3 separate regions of the Sus scrofa genome follow, and regions 1 and 2 are each linked to region 3. Evidence: chromatin contacts called from public Hi-C and HiChIP or PLAC-seq data. All regions are on one chromosome and are shown on one strand. Each heading gives the region's core, a stretch centred on a gene start, on an enhancer-like site or on the middle of the called end of the contact. The rest is flanking DNA. Distances are from core to core; before and after follow the strand shown. Region 1 has its middle 230 kb from the start of RGMA. Region 2 overlaps LOC106504492 (a long non-coding RNA gene). Region 3 holds the start of RGMA (repulsive guidance molecule A).

Region 1 (2,838 bases), core at 108-2,607, 230 kb before region 3:
CAACGTGACCCAACAGCAGTCATGTTTGTCCACATGGCCCATCCCAAATCACTGGAGCCTGGAAAGGAAGGAGAAAAGATTTATCCATAGACTCCTAAAGACAATGGCTCCGTTCAGTAAGGTGAAATCCACTAAACCAGGTTTCATCATGCATCTAAACTCCAAGTGAGGGGTTCCCATCATGGTGCAGCAGAAATGAATCCAACTAGGAACACTGAGGTTGCAGGTTAGATCCCTGGCCTTGCTTGGTGAGCTAAAGATCCAGCATTGCTGTGAGCCATGGTGAAGGTTGCGGACTTGGCTCAGATCCCAAGTTGCTGTGGCTGTGGCATGGCCCAACAGCGACAACTCTGATTTGACCCCTAGCCTGGGAACCTCCATATGCCGTGGGTGCGGCCCTAAAAAGACCAAAAAAAAAAAAAAAAAAAAAGGTAAACTCCAACTGGAGACTTTCACTCCCAGTAAAACTGACTTACTCCTGGGAGTTCCCTGGTGGTCTAGTGGTTAAGGTTCAGTGCTTTCACCACTGCAGCCTGGGTTCAATCCCTCCTCTGGGAACTGAGATCCCACATCAAGCTACCGCACATGTGGCAAAACAACAACCACCACCATAACTAACCTCCTCCCAACATGAAAACTCTGCAGCCCAAAGTCAGAGCTCCCAGCCTCAAAGTCCTAAAGCCCTTGTGTTGAATACTATCTCTAACTGCTTAGTCAGTTAAGTCTCAGATATTCACTGTAGCTGAGACAGTTTCCTCCGTTGCAAAATGGGACTTAAGTACCCAACTCATATTGTCCAGAAGATTAAATGAGACAAAACATAGGCATTCTCTGGGACATGGTAGAGGCCCAACAAATGGTAATACTACCTCCTCTTCCCCGTCACGCTGTAATTGATGGGCTTCCCTCCTGCTAAGAAAGGCTCATTCAACCTCTTCCTGGTTCTTTCTCCTACTCCCCAGCCCATTCCCACCCTCTGATGTCTTCTCCTTCCCAAACCAACAAGTCCCAGGATCTAAGCCTCCAAGTATCAGTCAGCACCAACTCAGCCCATGGCATATGGCCCCGCGCAATCTCCCCATGACCTCATCCAGTTGGATTGCTATTTTTATAGGCTGGTATTAAGAAGCATAAGTCAGGAATGTTATATACACTGTCACGCTGGGTATTCTCAGGCCTGCAACGCAGAGGGAGCGTTCCTAGAATTTTATGGTACCACACAGGGGCCTCTACCCTCCACTTGCGACCCCATGCTCCCTGGGGCCCAGAGGAAAGCAGTGCAGGGCTCCTCGCCCCATGCTGCCCTCTCTCCTCCATGCTGGCCAACCAAAAATTCCCTGCCCTGCACAGTCAAGCAACAGCATAGCTCTGAGACAGAGAGAGAGAGGAGGTTGCCAGAGGAAATCGGAGCAGTGCAAGGGTCCCTCACATTCTACCACAGAAGAGTTTGTGGGTTGAATCCATAAACTAAGAAGCGGAGTTGCCTGTCCTGACAGGCAACCCTGTTCCTCTACACGCAGGAACTCTGAGCATCCCATGAAGAGGGACTGGGAACACCAGTCTTCCTATCCTCCAACTTCCCACTGAGGGAAAAAGCAATGATTTCACAGCTGTTGGACATGTAACTGAATGGTCAAGATGGCCATAAATCATCTGTGTAAATTATGACTATAAGCCATGGTTTTATTGTTTCGTAATTCCCAAAAGCAGAAGAGAAAAGCAAAGGAAAGATGTAAGCACTAACATGGGAGAGGATGGACAGCACCACTGGCCCTTCATCATTCTCCCTCCCCTATACAAACACACACACACACACACACACACACACACACACACACGGAATCGCACTGCTTTCTTTTGCTTATTACATCAACTTCTGACTCTCAGTCACTCAGTAATTTGCTGTCATCCGCTGTGGTTTTCTTCGTGGTAACGGCAATTCCTTGAGAACAAAATCAGCGTGAAAGTCTCTCTTCTTCCTCCCCAGCAACCACCCGGCTTTGCCTCTCGCATGCCCCATCTTGCCACCTCTCCTGCTCTGCTCCTTTTCGTCTCTCTCCCCTCACCTCTCACCTGGTTAGGAACTGTCCTGGAAGAGAAGGGACAGTCACCAGTGTCTGAACTTGAGGAGCAAGCCCTATGCCCTCCCACACAATGAATGGAAGCAAGGCCAAGGTGGCAGACATGCTCACCATCCCTCAAACGCTGGCGTGATGCCAGGTGTATGTGAGGAACCGGCTTAGATGGAACACACGGATCCGTCTCAGCTCTTTGCCCTTTCCCTTACCCATGTGGCAGAACAACTTCAAAAAAAAATGAAAGGGAGTTCCCTTTGTGGCTCAGTGGTTAACAAACCCAACTAGTATCCGTGAGGTTGCGGGTTCTATCCCTGGCCTCACTCAGTGGGTTAAGGATCCGGCATTGCCATGAGCTGTGGTATAGGTCACAGACGTGGCTCAGATCCCACATTGCTGTGGCTGTGGTGTAGGCTGGCAGCTATAGCTCCTATTAGACTCCTAGCCTGGGAACTTCCATATGCTGTGGGTGTGGCCCTAAAAAAAAAAAAAAAAGACTTGATCCCAGTCTGAGGTTCCAAGAACTCAGAGCACCTCAAAAAAAAAAAAAAAAAAAGAACATTCACAACCACATTCAACTTTTGAAAAATGCGAATCAAACCCATCCATTGACCCATAAGAGGACTACAGAGGCTGACTACACCGTCCTATTTCTCTGCTGTGCTCCACATGGTGTTCACTTAATCTGGGTAACAGGCAAGCTCACACAGATCGGAGCCCTAGAGAGGACCAATGTATCTCTTATTAAAATAAAAAAATGAGG
Region 2 (2,752 bases), core at 179-2,678, 180 kb before region 3:
TCCCGCAGTTAAGAAGCGCTCCTTTCCAATGTAGGATTGAAATCTATATGAAATCAATAGTGCTTCTCAAAACTGACATGTGGGGACCTGTCTCCCACTTTAAGACCCCTTCACATCGTGCCGTCTGTCCTCCCAGCTCCCTGCTTAGAAGCTCTCTTATTGTCAATCAGGATTTCTCACAGCTGTCAGGAAGCCAGATAAAACTCTCCACTTTGGCAAGGGTCCTTTAAGCCCACATCCCACAGCTCAGCCGAGCAAAACAGAAGACCAGCAGGGTGGGGGTTCCATCAGAAGTTGGCTTCAGGCAAAAAAAACAAAAACAAAAAACAAACAAAATGCAGTAACCAGCCACAGTTGTGCATTTTCTGCCCAATAATGCATGCAGCGTTAAACAAGTTTTTTGGGGAGGAGGGGGATAAGAGAAGGGGGAGGTGGAATATGAAATTACTTTTTTCCTCCTATTTTCTGCTGTCATTCCCCTGCTCCAACTACCATGTCAAAAATCATATTTAAATGACATTAGATGTGGGTTCTACCCTCCAAGCAAAGCAGGAGGGGGGAAGTACAGGCAGGGAGTAATTTAAGGAGTACCAACTAAGTGGCAAGCAGGTTGTGACACCTTACTCAAATATCACATCCCCACAAGATAGGTCTGGTCATTCCCTGTTGACTTGTCAAGAACCAGCAGCTCGGAGATTTGCAAAAACCATCCCTCCTACAACAGAGAGAGGGGCATATCCCCTCTGGGCTCCTCCGGACATCTTTTTCTTTTCCTTCACCCTGATTTCCAGGATCAGCAGACCCAGGCCAGCAAAGGCTAGCTGGAGCGGCCCCCAAATTCTGACCAAGGCGCCAGCAGGAACAAAAGGTACAAAGGGAGCCGGGGGCCTTTGTAATCACGATTCCTGCTAGGAAACCACTTCTTGTGTTTCTCTGAGGCTGATTGATACACTGGGAGCAGGAAACCCATGAGAAAGTCCCTTTCCCTCTCAAAATTGAGAGCTTCCAGTGGGCTCTGCAAATGTGCCAAGACCCTCCCTCCCTCAGCTTTCCATGGTAAAGGCCTGCGTGGGGCAGGAAGCAAGCCTGCCAAGCTCTGTCCTCAGCTAAATGCTCCCTAGCCAGGCACCGGTTCCCAGGCCACTGCCAGGCTCTGTAGTCCTTTCTGAAGGCCGTGGGCCGTGATGAATATGTGAGAAAAACAAACATTTGTCCTAGGGTTTGGGAAAAAAGGGAAGGGACGCTTGGAGAGAAACTCCCACAAGCAGGCCTGGGAAACCCCAGGGGTCTAATTGAATGGGTTTAAAATAGTAAATATGAAATCTAAACCCAGATGGTGCTTTTTTTCCCAAAGGAAGCAAACCACTCATTAAGCCGATTCCTTCATAGCAGATCACCTTAAAAACAACGAGAAGCAAACCTCCCCCCACTGCTATCCTGTTGCCAAAGTCCCTTTTTGATCACACAGCTGAGCAGACAGGAGCCAGGGGCCAAGGGAGGTCACTGGGAGGAGGGAGTGGATTTCTCCCCAATTTGCTCTGATCATACTGATAATTTCGTAGCAGGCCGTATTAGGGGTAGTGTTAGCTCCTTCTGGACCCTGGGTTCCTTCTCAAAATCCTTCTCTGAATAGGATGCCCAAAGGAAAAGAGAAATGAAAGTAGTAGCCAGTGGCCCAGAGACATCCAACAAGGCAAGTCCAGGGATGAGAGGAACCAATGAATGAAGGAAGCAAGCAATGCCTTCATCACACTTGCCCCACCTAGTTCAAGCTGCCCTGGCTTGAAGTCCTCCAATAGGAAAGATGAGCAGGACCCCAAAAGGGGAGGCCAAGCAAGATCACCCCAAATCATGGAGACCCACTTGTTAACTTTCACCTTGTTCCTGCTTATTGACTTACTCTTGGGCATGCAGGGGCCACTGGCAAGATGGACACAGCAAAGACAGACCTGAGATACCCCCAATTCGAGGACTCCCCCAGGAGGCCTTAGGCTGGACCACACTGCAACCCTGGACCCCTTAAATACACCATATTCACCAAGTCTAAGACACTGTCTATAGTAAGATGCCCCATTGTTTTAGAGACTACTAAAAAGAAAAAAAAAAAAATGCCACCATTGAGACCATGACATGCCATCAATTTTGAGAAGCAGACTGGATTTCAGTGATGTTAATATGCAAAAAAAAAAAGAGCATCTTAGAATCAATGAAATACATTAATAGCTGACACTTACTGGGAACATAGCCAGTGCCAGGCCTCCTGCCAAATGCTTCCTAGGGATTATCTCATTCACTCCCTGCAACTGTAATTATCCCCATTTTTCAAATGAGGAAAGCAGATCTTCCAGAGCTGAATTAATTTGCCCCATATCACTCAGTGTGTCCAGGATGCACCCTCAGGACTGGCTGAATCCAGAACCCGAGCACTCACACTTGAGGGATTCCCCAGGATAGATCATGAAAATAGACATTTGCAGCCTTCACCCCCCTGAGTTTCTGATTCATTAAGTTTCAAGTGCTATTGATAAAACTGCATTTCGTTCAAGCATCCGGGCCATTCCCAGGAAGGTGGTCCAGGCATCATGCTGGCAAACCTGAAGGAAGTCTGTATGTCCAGGTTCAGCAATATTAATCCCGGGTACCACCAGGGAATACCGAGTGCCAGCAAACACCACTTGATTTCTTTGGGGCATAGCTTATAGCAGATGAGGTGTAGTAAATTCAGTGGCCTATGGCCTTTTAAGAATATCTA
Region 3 (2,893 bases), core at 173-2,672:
GGAGAGGCCCGCACCTACAGAAGGGTCACGCTAACCAGTGCATAATTGCAAAGTGAGATCAGTGTTAGGAAGAAAGAATGCAACGCTGGGAGAGCCATTCCCTAAGGAGGTTAGAGTTGAGTTGAAAAATTTGATAAGGGAAGAAATCTGTCGTTCACCAATTATTAGGGCTGGACATTCTCTCTCTCTCTCTCCTCTCTCTCTCTATGAGGAAACTGGGGCCCAAGAGAGCTAAAAGGCTTGCCCAAGGTCAGAGCTAATTATAGAAACCAGCAATTCCAATACCTGATCTCTTCCTGCGAAATCACATGGATTGTATTTATATCCCAGCTATAGATTATCTCAGTACCAATAAAACACAGAATATTGAGTTGAAACCACATCTCTCAAGACCACAAGCATAAATAATGATCGTGTTTTAATGTAGATGATACCTTTTTATTTTGCAAATCCAAAGAGTTCTCATCAAAATCCATGACAGCTTGTTTTCTGTAAGAATGCGAAGGCCATAACCCTGTCTGAAACGCACTGGCAAATTTCTCTAACCGAGCAATGCTAATTTGGGCGTGAGCTGTGTGTTCAGGCTGACTGCAAGCTCCAGCTGGGGTTTCAGCTCTGCACAGGGCGATTGGGTGGCTCTTTGCTGTTTCACGGCAAGAATCTTTCCCTGGACTCCCGGAAGCCTCTGGGGAATTTATCGCAACCGAAGTGTTCTCGCCAGTGTGTGCATGCGCTGCATGGTGAAACATTCTTTGGAGAAGAGAATCCACTTACAATCCGTGCGTGTGAGCGTAAAAGCGCCGCGCAGGGACAGGAAAGACTCGCGGCGGAGCACACTCTGACCCGAGGTTACCTCTGGGGAGGGGCTGATATGGGAAGGGGGATGTTATACGGTCTTCTTACTCTAGATATGCCTGGGCTGTATAAAAATTGTACACAAGGACGTATTCCTCATTTACATATTTAATACATATGTGTTAATTTTTAAAAAGAAGATTAAGCAAACATCTCAGAACAACAAAGGTGCGTCTCTGCAGAGAGTAGCAGCTTTTCTCCTGGATGTGACTGTCTATTCCAGAAACCTCAGAATATCTCGCCCTACCCATGGAACTGATGATGGAAACGTGCTCTCCAGGGCTTCGCAGCGGATGATTAGGAAAGTTGGAGGCGCCTCGAGGGTCATGGCACTTGCGGCTCGCGCCCCCCTAACCCGCATGTTTAGGGAAGTCTAGACTTGGCAGCGTGAGCAGCTCCCGACCCCAACCGCCTTAGCGGGTGCTGATGCGGGAAGGTGCGGCCGCGGCGGGGCGGGGCAATCCGAGTCGGCACCCCACGTCTCCGCTCCCGCCCGCGCCCGGCTGGCCCCGCCCGTTTCGCCCCCCGCCTGCGCCCCGGGCGCCTGGCCCGCCCCCTCCCCTCCGCGCGCAAAAGAACCTCGAGACGCCGCGCTTGGCGGCGGTTGCGGGCGGGGGCCGGGCGAGGGAGGGGGCTGGCCCGAGCCGCCCGACTCTGCAGTTGTCTCTCGAGCGCGGGCTGCGCAGCCCGAGCCTTTGGCTGGGTAAGCACTAGCCGTTCGCTCCCGGGCCGGCTCCTCCAGGCGCTCGCAGGCATGCAGCCCGGGAGCAGGCGGCGCGCCCCGGGCCGCTGCTGAGCCGGCCGGGGCGGCGGGGACCAGCGCCTGCCGAGCCCCTCCCACTTTGCCCCGGGGCCGAACAGCGGCGCCCCGGCAACCCCTCTTCGCCCGCAGCCCTGTCAGCGCCACCCCCCCGAGGGCTGCAGGGGCTCATGCAGCCGCCAAGGTAAGCGCGGGCCAGGAGCGGGGCGGACCCGGCTCTGACATCCCTGAGGCGCCGCCACCACTTGCCCGGGCTACGGCACGGCTTTGGTCTTCCCCAACCCCGCGTCTCATCTTGCTCCCATCTTGCCCAGATTTGAGCTTTGCTAAGCCTGATCGCTTTAGCTCTTGGCAGCAGCAAAGTTTTTGTGGTTTGGTATTTGCTCTTTTTTCCTAAAATGCTCTCCCCGGGCAGCCTGCAGCGCTCGTGGTTGGGCAGACCCGGCGAATGTGTGTACCACTGTGCGCGTGCTGGGAGCTCTCTTTCTCCCGCGGCCACCTCCTCATTGGGCGGTCGCTACGTCCAGCCCGCGGAGCCTGGGACAGGGAGAGCCACCGGGCTGTGCCGCTGTGAACCCGCATTGGCCCGACTCTCCCGGGCCCTCTCCTCCAGCTTCTGGCCCAACTGCCTAGCCAGCTGCAGAGCCGCTGCTCTAGGGCTTGCCCCGGGGGCATCGGCGCTGCGCACTGTTTGGGCTTGGGTCTCCAATGGTCCTTTGCCTGGGAGCGCAGGTGCGCAGGAAAGTGAGGGACTTGTGTTGAGTGCTTAAGGGATAGGAGTCGCGAGTGGCCCTGGCGTTTCTAAGTGAACAGGTGGGCCCAGAGGGCTGGGCACAGCAACAGTTACGTGCCTGGCTCAAGCAGTGGCTCATCCCAGGAACAAGCTGGGGCAGTGGGACAGGTGTATTTGGGGGGAGGACTGATGGGGACACTAGTGTGCAATTCTTGATTGCATCCTGTTAATGTAATTGCATTAGATTTGCTCGGAGGTAGAATCAATATCCCTAAATTGAGATTTTTTTTTTAATGGGCGCCTGCGAGCTGCTATTATGTAGTGTGGTTTCGGAAGGCGTTGGAATGTATTTATTTTATAAATCGGGTGTCTTGAGGACCGATTAGGGGAAATCGCGCCATCTAGCGGAAATGATACATTGAGCGTTTCTTTTAGGCCACGAAGTTGGGTGTTCTCAAAGTAGGAGACTCCGGCTCGAGGTGGGGAGGCAGGCACTTGGCTGCCTGGGGCTAGAAGTTTTCACCGTAGCTACAGTCCGGCTGAGC

What was found. Hi-C and Micro-C count contacts between places; a contact is called where the count stands out from the background. HiChIP or PLAC-seq counts read pairs in DNA pulled down with a chosen protein or histone mark.
Region 1: an H3K27ac HiChIP or PLAC-seq map of skeletal muscle shows a contact between it and region 3. The contact joins the enhancer-like site here to the promoter of RGMA in region 3. A contact is called at or near these places in 6 of 47 Hi-C or Micro-C datasets (embryonic fibroblasts, epiblast stem cells, fetal skeletal muscle and 2 more) and 1 of 2 datasets of contacts at active chromatin or transcription factors (skeletal muscle).
Region 2: a Hi-C map of brain shows a contact between it and region 3, with 5 times the contacts expected there. The contact joins the enhancer-like site here to the promoter of RGMA in region 3. A contact is called at or near these places in 3 of 47 Hi-C or Micro-C datasets (brain, embryonic fibroblasts and heart right ventricle) and 1 of 2 datasets of contacts at active chromatin or transcription factors (skeletal muscle).

The regions. Positions count from the first base shown.
Region 1 is chr7:85,685,319-85,688,156 of Sscrofa11.1, forward strand. No RefSeq gene overlaps it. Among named protein-coding and RNA genes, the nearest start is that of RGMA, 230 kb to the right of the region's middle. Within about 2 kb of position 1,358, at least 5 of the 83 cell types and tissues checked have an H3K27ac peak or open chromatin away from gene starts, as enhancers often do. A contact at or near this core is called in fetal skeletal muscle and skeletal muscle, where this site is marked.
Region 2 is chr7:85,740,068-85,742,819 of Sscrofa11.1, forward strand. All of the region lies in intron 1 of LOC106504492 (a long non-coding RNA gene), which reads left to right. Among named protein-coding and RNA genes, the nearest start is that of RGMA, 180 kb to the right of the region's middle. Within about 2 kb of position 1,429, at least 15 of the 83 cell types and tissues checked have an H3K27ac peak or open chromatin away from gene starts, as enhancers often do. A contact at or near this core is called in brain and skeletal muscle, where this site is marked.
Region 3 is chr7:85,920,102-85,922,994 of Sscrofa11.1, forward strand. It overlaps RGMA (repulsive guidance molecule A), which reads left to right and starts at 1,423. Exons shown (of 4, transcript XM_001924865.4): 1 at 1,423-1,799. The coding sequence starts at 1,786.